Linked DNA regions of Mus musculus: regions 1, 2 and 4 are each linked to region 3. Evidence: chromatin contacts called from public ChIA-PET, HiChIP or PLAC-seq and promoter capture Hi-C data. All regions are on one chromosome and are shown on one strand. Each heading gives the region's core, a stretch centred on a gene start, on an enhancer-like site or on the middle of the called end of the contact. The rest is flanking DNA. Distances are from core to core; before and after follow the strand shown. Region 1 holds the start of Tmem163 (transmembrane protein 163). Region 2 overlaps Zranb3 (zinc finger, RAN-binding domain containing 3). Region 3 holds the start of Rab3gap1 (RAB3 GTPase activating protein subunit 1). Region 4 overlaps Zranb3 (zinc finger, RAN-binding domain containing 3).

Region 1 (2,847 bases), core at 157-2,656, 190 kb before region 3:
CGTTGATAGTTTTCGAGGGGGGCCAATTAAGAAGCAGCAAGAAAGGGGAATGGTGTAGATGCGGTCGTCTTCGCAAAGAACCCAAGCTGAAGGCCGCTAGAGCAGGATGGGGAAGGAGAGCCAGGTGGGGGAATGAGGGATCCCTAACGTTCGACGCAGCCCCACTAAGGAGACAGTGGTTGTAAGCGGGAGATGGTGATGCCTTCCAGGGGACGCACCGGGTACAAGGCCAGCGTCCAAGGAAGGACTCAGAGCTGGACACACTCTCTCCAGGAAGTATCAGCGCGGATAGCATCTGTGCAGATCAGGTTGGTAGCCAGACCCCAAACATCCTAACCTCTCTGCCAGCACCCTCACACTATGGGGCGGTGACCGCTGTGACCCAGGATCCAGGGAGCTTCGGCCCCACGCACGTCCAGAGGCTAAGGGGACCCTAGCTGTCACCCTACCGGGTGCTCTGCCACTAACCAAAAAAATTAATTAATAATAATAATAACTTTCCCCGGGTGGCTGGGCTTGCGCAGCGGGATGCTTTGGAACCCACATCTCCCAGCACCGAGAGGAATCCCTTGGTCCCCCGTAAGACACTAAGAACCCTGTCTGCAAACTTTTCCCGCGAGCACCGGAGAAGGCTGGCCTAAGCACCCTCCGAGATCGGAAAACTGAAAGAGGCTCTCGGGAGGCACCGCTGCCCGACCCTCATGGATCCCGAAAGGTGGAATAGTCGCTTCCGCTCTTTGCACCAAGCTCCGCAAATAGGGGACAGGTGGCTTGAGAGGGGCGGAGAGGAAGGAGCGCGGGGCGGTGGTAGCTCACCTCGGTCTTCCAACCCGTCGCTGAACTGGCCGCTCTCGCTGATCCGTGGCTGCCTTTCCTCATCAGACTGCACAGAGGAGCTCATCGGAGCCGGGCTGGGGGCGGGGGCGGCGGTCGAGGGCGCGTGGCCCCGCGGTGGCGGCCGCGGGACTCCGGGGCCAGGGGGGCTGCGGCGCTCGCTGCCCAGAGCCGGCTCCATGGCGCCGGGGCTGCAGATCCCCCGAGGCGAAGCCGACCACGATGGAGACACGAAGTCCAAAGTGCCAGAGACCGAGGGCACCGAGAGAGAGCTTCGCCCGTACCGCGGTGAGCGGCAGGTCCGCCGCTAGCACACCGAGTGGCGGAGGCTGGTGCCGCGCTGTCGCCGCTGCGCTCCGCCCCCGGGGGCAGGTGCGGGCGGCAGGGACCCGCCCCGAGGCGCTAAGCCCGGGCACTGGTATCGATGCACCCAGGCGAGTGGAGAGGGAGGGCCCCGGACGGTCCAGACGCGTGGAAGCTGAGGGAACTGTTAGGGGGCGTGGGGACCAGCCTGCGGGTAGCGCAGGGCTGGGTGAGGGCGTGACGGAGGACGCGCCCCCCACTCACGTCGCGGATTGGTGCCCAGGAGGGACCCTTCCACCCTAATTACTCTGCAGTCCTCGGAGCCTGTGGCCGCGCGTGGGCAGGAGAGAGGGCATCGCAGCTCATCCGGCCTTTTTTCTCTCCCGGAGCCACACAGGCTACAAGGATTGCACCTTGTCCCCGCCTGCCCAAGCAGGCACCAGGATTCACCTGTTCCCCAGCCTCTGGATCTGCTGCCCTTAAATGGCTTTAACTCTCATCTCAGTTTCTCTCTTGCACCAACTTAGATTGAGGTGCTGCTGGAACCGTGGCTTGTCCCCCCCTCCCCCAGACCTCCCATTACGACTATCCTTGGGCCTTTCCCATCCATCTGTCAACCTCTCTAAGCGTTCAGGATCCGTCCCCTTGCTGCGGATGCTCACCCCTGTTCTTCATCTCTGACCATAACAACTTCCCACACTTGGGCAGTGAGCCTGGTCTCCCCAGCGAAGCTGCAACCTGGTCCACAGGGCCGGCTGGGGAAGACCCACAGGCGAACCGGCCGCCTAACGGATTGGGGACCCGATTGATTGCATTTACATCCGAGCTCTAGAGAGTCTAGATTTTATCAATAGGTTGGTATCAGTCTCTAAATTTCATCTGAGTACTCTAACATGCCAATTCCTTCATTTAAAGGAATCCACCCTGTTTTCTTTTGAGAGTAACCGGTTTCCTTTCTTGGTTTCCGCTCTGCCAGGGAACATAGAAGTCAGGATATGATTTAAATGTCTCTGTGGGGTTCCAGAGATGAGAAGGGAGTCACATTTTGTTGGGATCAGATCTGAGTGATCTCGGCTCCAGTTCGGTCTTCCGTTGTGTTTTTTTTAAACAATAATTTCAACTGTAAACTGAAAGCATCGAACTAGGTCATTTCAACACTCCTTTTTTTTTTTTCCTATGAAGAAAATGAAATTTTCAACAGCCCCTTCTTTTCTTTAAAGAAAATTAAACGCCATGTTCACTGGGCTTAAGACACACACACACACACACACACACACACACACAGAGAGAGAGAGAGAGAGAGAGAGAGAGAGAGAGAGAGAGAGAGAGTTTTTACCACTGATCCTGACGCTGTTCTTGGTACAAATGCTTCACATGTACAGAGCCCTCCGTCCTCTCGCATCCTGGATTGTGGGGGTTGTTTTTTGTTTTGTTTTTGTTTTCCTTTTTCTTTTTTCTTTTTTGTTCCAGATGATTCCATTGGCTGCCCTCTCAACGGTAGTCAAAGAATCACCCCAAGAACAAAAATATCCAGGCCTTGAGCACTGTGGAGGTCGATGTCACAGGCTGCAACAGAGTTGGCTGAAACGTTAACGCAGTGGCTTTTAGACTTCATCCCCCTCCTAATATTCTGCTTTTTTGAAAATTATATTTTCTTTTTCACTGTGGTCTTGGGGACAGGAGCAGAAGAGCTAGCACCGGCTTTAGCAC
Region 2 (2,926 bases), core at 204-2,703, 190 kb after region 3:
GTTTGGAAAGGAGTGTTGCTAGTACCAGCTCTGAGGTTTTTATAGCCTGGCCTCACTTCCTGTTATCTGTTTCCTGTGTGCAGGTGAAATGTACTCAAGCAACCAGCTTTCTGCTTCTACCACTGAACCTCACTACCTGTTACTATGTCTTGCTGGGCATGATGGACTCCACCCCTTTGAGGCTGTAAGTCCAAATAACCCTTATCTCCATTAAGCTGCCTCTGGTCATAACACTTTATCACAGTAATGCAAAGTTATTAATATAGCCCACGGTTCAAAAGTATACTATGGATTTCCTTGTGAAGACCAAAGATGATGTTAATTTTTGTAATTTATGTGAACAAAACCGGCTTATTTGGGTATTTTGAAAGTTTTAAACACACACACACACACATTTATATGTTCTGTATACAAAAGTATTTAAGAGGAAATGGATATTACACAGTAAATTTGCTTGTTTTCCTCTACTAAATATGGTCACATGAAAAAGCAGAGGCAGATAGTCAATGTAGGGATAGAAGACAGTAAACGCTGATGTGTATTTTTAGAAAAGGCTCTAAGGTACTTACTTCATCAGCCACCATACACCTGGAAAAAATAAAACAAAAGCAAATTAATTTTATAATCATCAAAGCAAAGCATATTCAGAGTTCTGATTAAGTAACTCACCACCAACACTTCACAAACGCTAAAGGATTAAGCCAGAGAGGCTGCTGTAAGTGAATGAAAACACTGGATAGTGATGACTGCATACAACTCTACAGCTGCCAACGTCTATGTGGGAGTGAAGGTGCTTCAGACAAGCTCTTGCTCACCATGGAGGGAGCTGCAAAGACCCTTGAGGACCAAGCATGAAGGCATGAGACTGTGCAGAATGGCTTCCACCTCTGTCCTTAACTGTAAGCCTGGCTGTTCCTACAGATGAGAAGAACGCTGGATTAAAGAACACATGCCTTCAATTCTAAGACTCGGGAGGCAGAGGCAAATGGACCTCTAAGTTCAAGCCAGCCTAGTCTACACAGTGAGCTGCAGGCCAGCCTGAGCTACAATAGTGAGACCCTGCCTCAACAGACAGATAGGTAGGTAGGTAGGTAGGTAGGTAGACAGGCAGACAGAACAAGAAAACGAAGGTCTGCATTTTTTTTTTTCTGTTTCTGTGATAATGATAAAGTATCCTGGCAAAAGTAACTTCGGGGAGAAAGATTTAACTTGGCCTTTAGTTCCAGGATAGCCCATCATATGTCACAGAAGTCAAGGTGAAGAGAACTCCAACAGCCACATCTCCAAGTTGAGAGCAGAGAAGCCAAGCGTGCTTCTCACGCAGCTCCCTCTACCTCTGTGCAGCCCAGGGCCACAAACTGGAAACAGTGCTGCTGCCCACATTCAGCTTGGGCCACCTCACATCAATGAAGGCGAATCAACAAACGCCCACACAGTCAGGTCCACAAGGCAATCGGATCTCTGACTCATTGAGACTTTCAACAGGAGATTCTAGGTGTGGTTAGTTGACAGAATTAACCATTATACTGACTAGCAAACACATTTTGGCATAAATCTGTTATTTAGTTTTCTGTGCTGCATCTGTGTGCTATACTTCATTGTTGATTTCTATTATTTTGCTAAATATTTTCTACTTTTTTTTTTTTTGAGACAGGGTTTCTCTATGTAGCCCTGGTTGTCCTTGAACTTGCTCTGTTGACCAGGCTGGCCTCAAACTCACAGAGATCTGCCTGCTTCTGCCTCCCAAGTGTTGGGAGTAAAGTTGTGTGCCACCACACTCAGGTCTACTTTATTCATTTTTAAAAGCTTGTGTTGGGGATTGAGGGTGCATGTGTGTATGTGCTGTGTGTTCCCAAGCATATGGAAGCCAGAATAAAAGGTCTCTCCAACCTCATATTTTGAGATAGGAATACTAGCTGGTTACTGAGCTCCAGTGGAGTCAGCACGTCTCCAGGGGTTACAGACATACAACACCTCATCTGGATTTTCACATGCATGCTGGGTGTCTGAATTCGGGTCACCATACTTGTGCTGTAAGCACTCTACCAACTGAGCACTCTCCCAGCCCCAATCTGCTACATTCTTTTCTTAAACTTTATAGAGGTAAGTGTGATCCAGGGAGCAGTGAGGACTAGGTTCATAAATGGAGAGTCTAAGCAGAAGAGAATAACAAGTGGATGGTCAGTGGTTGATGTGAGACAGCAGGCACATCAGGACAACAAAGAATAAGCTCAACTAAGGAAAAATTAAAATCCAATCATTTTAGTAGAAATTGGTTTATTACACTCTTTACAGAAAATAGAAAAGTGAGAAGCGACATGGCATTTTACAGACAGATTCACATGAATATCGATCGATTTTTCACTTTAAAATCCAAGTCAAGAGCTGTGGAGATGCTTGCCATGCAAGTATTGAGGATCAAGGTCTAATCTCAAATGCACATAAAATTTCTGTCTGTAACTGTAAACCTGGCTGTTCCTACAGATGAGAAGAATGCTGGATTAAAGAACAGTGTGTGAGCATAGAAAACATAGAGACAGGTAGACTTTTGGGGCTAGCCCGGATAACCAAAATGGTGAGCTCTGGGTTCAGTGAGAGACCATGTCACAAAAAATAAGGTAGAGCACCATACAGGAAGATCAATGCCAATCAGTCTACCAAGGACACACACAGGTGAGTGCACTTGTCCTAAATCAGAAAATAAAATCCGGCTGGAGAGATGGCTCAGCAGTTAAAAGCACTGGCTGCTCTTCGAGAGGCCCTGAGTTCAGTTCCCAGCAACCACATGGTGACTCACAACCATCTGTAACAGGATCTGATGCCCTCTCCTGGTGTGTCTGAAGATAGCTACAGTGTACTCATTATATATAAATAAAATAAATAAAATCTTTAAAAAAAAAGAAAGAAAATAAAGTCCCCCTGGAGT
Region 3 (2,700 bases), core at 49-2,548:
TCTTGGTCAGTGTTTATGAGTTGTAAAGTTTGAACAAGAGCTGAGGATGTAGTTCTGTTGGTAGAGCTTTTGCCTAGCATGCATGGTCCTCGCTTCTGTCTTTACCACCACACCATACAATCCAAGACGGTGCTACATGACTGCAGTCAGGATACTCAAAAGGAGGCAAGAGGATCAGAATTCCAGTTCGCTCTTCTCACCACAAGGCGTGTGAGGCTGGCTTATGAACCCTATCTCAAGAACAAAACCAAGGGCTTGAGAGATGGCTCAGTGGTTAAGAGTGCTCTTCCAAAGGTTCTGAGTTCAAATGCCAGCAATCACAAGGTGGCTCACAACCATCTGTAATGGGATCTGATGCCCTTTTCTGGTATACTCATATACATAAAATAAATATACTCATACACATTCTAGTGTAATCATATACATAAAATGAATAAATAAATCTAAAAAAAAACCCATTTGAATGAAAACTCAAAGAGGTTTTTAAATACAATTGTGACCATGCATATCTAGGGTCTTTGCCATATAGGACTACATATGCCCCAAGATATTTATGAATGTAGCCCAATACATCTGTGGATGTGAATGTCATGTAACAATTTCAAAATGTTCATCAGTTTGTTTTTGTTTTTTGTTGTTGTTGTTTTTTGTTTGTTTGGTTGTTTTTTTTCTTCCGAGACAGGGTTTTTCTGTGTAGCCCTGGCTGTCCTGGAACTCACTTTGTAGACCAGGCTGGCCTCGAACTCAGAAATCTGCCTGCCTCTGCCTCCCGAGTGCTGGGATTAAAGGTGTGTGCCACCACGCTCGGCTCATCAGCTCTTCTTGAGTCTACAAAATACTCTTATTATTTTTACTTTTAATTCTTTAAACAATACTTGTTAATTTTATTTCATGTGCATGAGTGTTTCGTCAGCATGTAAATCTGTTTGTGCAGCACGTGCATGCCTGGTGTCAGTCGAGGCCAGAAGCAGGTACAGGATCCCTTTGGACTGAAATCACAAATGGTTGTGAACTGCTATGCAGGTGCTGGAAATCGAACATAGGTCTTGTGAAAGCGCAGCGGGTAGTCTTAACTGCACAGTTATCCCTCTAGCCCCAACAGAATTTTAAAAAAAATATTACTAAACCACCTTGAAGAAGAGCGTATGCCACACTAAGATCTTTCTGTCTGGAGGAAAAAGGTCTTCCCACCTTCCAGCAGGCCCTTTGTAGGCGGGCCCGCTTCGGGGCCCCACCCACCACCCACCGAGGCCCCGCCCACGGCCACTCAGTGCCCTCCTCCTAGCTCCCTTCTTCCCGACAGCCTTCGCGCGGGGCCTGACGCTCCGCTCCGCAAGATGGCGGCGGACAGTGAGGTGAGTTCTGCGCCCTGGGTGCCTCTGTCACAGAGTTCTGCCGCCGACGTCAGTGGCCCGCAGCTTACTGTCTGTGCTCTTCTCTGTCCCCGCAGCCCGAGTCCGAAGTGTTTGAGATCACAGACTTCACCACAGCCTCGGAGTGGGAGAGGTGAGTAGTGTGTTTGGTCCTGTCTGGCCCCGGGCGGCATCACACAGGTGACGCTGGTTCGGAGGGAGACGCCCACGCTTCGTCTCTTCTTCCGCGCCACGGCAACTTTGGCTTTTTCCGCATCAATCATACAGACAGGTCAGACCAACCTTCAGACTCCGCCTTTAAAACAAGTTGTGTTGACTTCCAGATCACTTCCCTGGCACAGAAAACCATTTCCGAGGTCGTCCCCGGGTCTTATGCTTTCATGTCAATTTGCCTCAGTTGTCATCAAAGCCGTCAGCTAAGCAGCTGCTGTGTTTTCTTCCTGTGTTTATTGGAAGAGACTTTTAGCGTACCGATGACTGTTCATCTGTCATCCTCTTACCATCGTTATCCTGTCTTCGAGAAATTAAAAAATTAAAATTCTACTATTTCATACTTATAAATAGTATGTTTACATACGTCTTTGGAATGTTTTGATTCACAGCGTTACATTTTAAACTTGGTCCTGTGCCCAGACTTCCCGAGCTTGTCAAATTCAGATGAACAACTGCATTAAGGCGAACATGTTTTATCACCTGAGTGAGTTGAAAACTAAGTTTGTTGGCTTGATAGCTAGCTATTGAGGTTATTGTTGCAGTGCTTGTAGGCTTTACAAATGTGTGGCTCTCATATCAGTTGGTGGCATAGGAAGATATAAAAGATCTTTGAAATAGTAGTTTGACTTGTGTTCCCATCCCCACACTTCATCGAGTCAGTAAGACTTAACACACTAGCAAGACTTTATGAGGAAGTACTGTGTGCCCTGAACTATCCTAAGATCAGGGAAATCTATATACCTTTTAAAAACTCCAACAAATAGTTAAAATGTAAGCCAGTTGGTACTAACTACAAAGAACTAGTTAAGTAGGGAAAACGTGGACTACAAAATTGTTGGAGACATTTTTGTAGGGAAAAGATAGGAAATGCCTGCTTTGAAATTGGGGAGGGAAATGGAAGCTGGGTGACGTGGCACCTGTGTATAATAGTGACTACTGGCAAGGCTGAGGCGGATCACTTGAGCTAAGGAATTAAGACCAGCCTGAGCAATCTAAGAGGTACTGCCTTAAGAAAGGAAAGGGAAAATGGTTCAGGGTTTGGTTAAACATGAGAAGGGACTGACATTTCGAGACAAGTAAGTGAGGAATTATCACTGGGAAATAAATAAAAATG
Region 4 (2,700 bases), core at 45-2,544, 210 kb after region 3:
TAGCACACAAAGCAGGGCTACCACCTTAACAGACTACATGCTAATAAATTAATCTTGTGCCTAATTTACATCTTTAAAATATATGGTAATAGCAATCTCAAGACTTAGGAGACTGAGGCAGTAGGATTTCAAGTTCAAGACCAGTTGGACTATATAGGACATTGAAGGGTGGTTTATACAACATAGGGAAATCCTGTAATCAGGGGCGTGGACACACACACATACATACATACATACATACATACATACATACATACACACACACATACATAATTGTGAAAAAAGCTATTGTATAAAAATAAGAGAAAAAAAAAACCCTCTAGAATAACACCTATATTCCCCTTTAACAAATCTCTCTACGTGCTATGTTCCTTTTGCCTTCAAGTATCTCATGAAAGTTCCTTTCCTATATCCCATGTTATTCAATTAGTAAATGCATATTCAACCTTAAAGATCCAGTTTGGGATAGTCCTCTAAGAATTAGTTCCAGACCAGACTCTGGCTTCCAGATGCAGTCAGGATACTCTGTATGCTGTCAACACACTTCCACTGTGACGTCTATTACATTATAGCACAGTTTTTGTGTATGTTCTACTATCGGGCAATGAACTTATTGACTACAAGCCACTGTCATTCAGTTCTGTCTCCCAAGAGCCTCTCTGTGCCCAAAATACCAGGGAATCATATACTTATTTGAAGTCATCCCAGAAAGGAAGCAAGGTATTTCAACCTTAATTTGAGAAAATCAATTCCCCCTCCTCACACACAACTATCTACACAAATAATTTAACATCTTTAAAACGAATCTCACAATAATGCTTTGCTGCCCACATCCAAACACCAGGTTTATCATAGGGAAGCAAGAGCTTTACTACATGGAGTAACTTGGTTTCTATGCCTCTCAGGACTTCTAATGGGAATAATATTGTTAGCAGTCTTTTAGACTTTTGGTGAAATTTGTGTCCTCTAGGATACAAACAATTCCATCTCAAGTTAATGACAAGTATGAAAATCTAAGCCCTGTCACTAGGCCCTTGGAACAGGCATTCAGGGAGCTCTGTTTTTCCAGCAGTACGGTTAACAGTCCCATGCAAGCTTTCAACAGACCTACAAGTGGACCTGTACCCCTAAGATTAAGAAGAAAGAAATCCTGTGGGGATACAGTGTAGGACCCTAGCTGCTGGCTCTGCAGCAGTAGCTACAATGTGAGAACAAACAAAACTACCAGGCTTCACACTCCAGGCAACAGGTGGGCAACTCTACTTCGTGGGTAAGTGGGTAGAGAAACAGGAAGCCAAGGGCAAACTGATTCAGACCAGTGACTGCTAAGATGGCTATGAATCTGACTGCCTCATTAAACCCTCTCCGTAATATGTTAATTTTGAGGCCTATGTAAAGGAAGCATGAACAATAAGTCTCTTTCTCACCAACAAAACCATCAATATTCAAAATCTTTCCTGAAAGGATATGAATATTCAAACTCTTCTCCACAAAATGAAATGTACATCTTTGCTTGTGTAGCTACTTGGCCGACTCTACTTCCGCCTACAGTCATTCTGCTTCTGAGGTAACTCACCGTGCTTCCGTTCTGTAATAACCTTTCACTTTACTGTTGCTTGAGAAGAACAACAACCTATAACCAAATCAACCAACCAAAAAGAAACGAACACCAGAAAGCTCTCCATAAAGAGAAAGCCTGTTGTGATATCCAACATTTTTGGGCAACAGAGAACTATTTAATGCTACCATGCAGAAGTGTGCTGTTATTAAAATTAAATTATCAAAAAGACTGAATATGAGGCATGAACAATATATGATACAGTCAGTAAAATAGCTTAATCTGTTTATCAGATTGGGGATCTGATTTTCTAAAAACATTACTTAATGTACTGATATTTTAATTTAAAGATATCCTAAAATACTTTCAATGTTAGTTTGCTTTATTCTTTTGATTTTTAAGTAAAAAACAAAAACAAAAAATGGAAGCACAGCAAATTACTTCAAATATGAAATTAAGCTTTCTGTCTTATGAACAAGTTTCAAGATTTAAAATTTTTATTTCATTTTTTAAAAAAGCATACTCACCAAGGCAATGAAGAAATTACTGAGATTTGTTTAATGAACAGTATTTCATTAAGCAGACTGTTGGAACATGGTATAAAGAGGAACAGCACATATTGGCTTTTTCTAGTGTGGGTGTCCTGGTATTCTCAGGATCTTTCACCCACTCATGAGTCAGTTTTATATAACACAGTAATGTATAATTTCCCTCCTACTCACAAGCCAACACTTCAGAGATAACATTTTACCCAGTGTTATTTAAAGAATATGGTAACTTGGAACATTTTAATATTTTTCAAAACGTATAAACAACCAAATTATTATCATGTCAGTAACGAAGCTCTTTGGCTTCAAAGAAGCACTCCAGTATATTTTAATGCTAAATAATAATTAATTTAGGAAAATATATTTAGAAAATATGTAAACTGTAACAAAACATAACTTTATTGTTTAAGATTTTATATTTGATTCTATGTATGTGTGCATCCATGTGTGTGTATGTGCATGTAAGTATATGTGCCAGTGGGTGGTATTAGATACCCAGAGCAGGAGTCAGAGGCAGTTGTGATTAATGTGGGCACTGGGACCCAAACCCAGGTCCTCTGGAAGAGTAGCAAGAACTCTTAACCAGTCTCACTG

What was found. ChIA-PET counts read pairs in DNA pulled down with a chosen protein or histone mark. HiChIP or PLAC-seq counts read pairs in DNA pulled down with a chosen protein or histone mark. Capture Hi-C pulls out chosen DNA fragments and counts their contacts.
Region 1: a promoter capture Hi-C map of pancreatic islet shows a contact between it and region 3. The contact joins the promoter of Tmem163 here to the promoter of Rab3gap1 in region 3. A contact is called at or near these places in 2 of 39 promoter capture datasets (embryonic stem cells and stem cell-derived epiblast-like cells) and 1 of 9 other capture datasets (pancreatic islet).
Region 2: a contact with region 3 is called in a FOXA1 HiChIP or PLAC-seq map of pancreatic cancer cells. The contact joins the enhancer-like site here to the promoter of Rab3gap1 in region 3. A contact is called at or near these places in 1 of 39 promoter capture datasets (hematopoietic stem and progenitor cells), 1 of 15 datasets of contacts at CTCF or cohesin (CD8 T cells), 2 of 115 datasets of contacts at active chromatin or transcription factors (memory CD8 T cells and pancreatic cancer cells) and 1 of 9 other capture datasets (liver).
Region 4: an RNA polymerase II ChIA-PET map of memory CD8 T cells shows a contact between it and region 3, with 13 read pairs. The contact joins the enhancer-like site here to the promoter of Rab3gap1 in region 3. A contact is called at or near these places in 2 of 39 promoter capture datasets (the 3T3-L1 cell line and second pharyngeal arch cranial neural crest), 1 of 15 datasets of contacts at CTCF or cohesin (CD8 T cells), 1 of 484 Hi-C or Micro-C datasets (forebrain), 2 of 115 datasets of contacts at active chromatin or transcription factors (bone marrow-derived macrophages and memory CD8 T cells) and 2 of 9 other capture datasets (adipose tissue and liver).

Annotation. Positions count from the first base shown.
Region 1 is chr1:127,676,615-127,679,461 of GRCm38.p6, forward strand. Tmem163 (transmembrane protein 163) reads right to left here and starts at 1,407. Exons shown (of 8, transcript NM_028135.2): 1 at 817-1,407. The coding sequence starts at 1,015.
Region 2 is chr1:128,057,413-128,060,338 of GRCm38.p6, forward strand. It overlaps Zranb3 (zinc finger, RAN-binding domain containing 3), which reads right to left. Exons shown (of 21, transcript NM_027678.3): 3 at 570-588. Among named protein-coding and RNA genes, the nearest start is that of Zranb3, 44 kb to the right of the region's middle. Within about 2 kb of position 1,454, at least 14 of the 459 cell types and tissues checked have an H3K27ac peak or open chromatin away from gene starts, as enhancers often do. A contact at or near this core is called in CD8 T cells, memory CD8 T cells and pancreatic cancer cells, where this site is marked.
Region 3 is chr1:127,867,475-127,870,174 of GRCm38.p6, forward strand. It overlaps Rab3gap1 (RAB3 GTPase activating protein subunit 1), which reads left to right and starts at 1,299. Exons shown (of 24, transcript NM_178690.4): 1 at 1,299-1,355; 2 at 1,451-1,506. The coding sequence starts at 1,338.
Region 4 is chr1:128,075,762-128,078,461 of GRCm38.p6, forward strand. All of the region lies in intron 2 of Zranb3 (zinc finger, RAN-binding domain containing 3), which reads right to left. Among named protein-coding and RNA genes, the nearest start is that of Zranb3, 25 kb to the right of the region's middle. Within about 2 kb of position 1,295, at least 38 of the 459 cell types and tissues checked have an H3K27ac peak or open chromatin away from gene starts, as enhancers often do. A contact at or near this core is called in CD8 T cells and memory CD8 T cells, where this site is marked.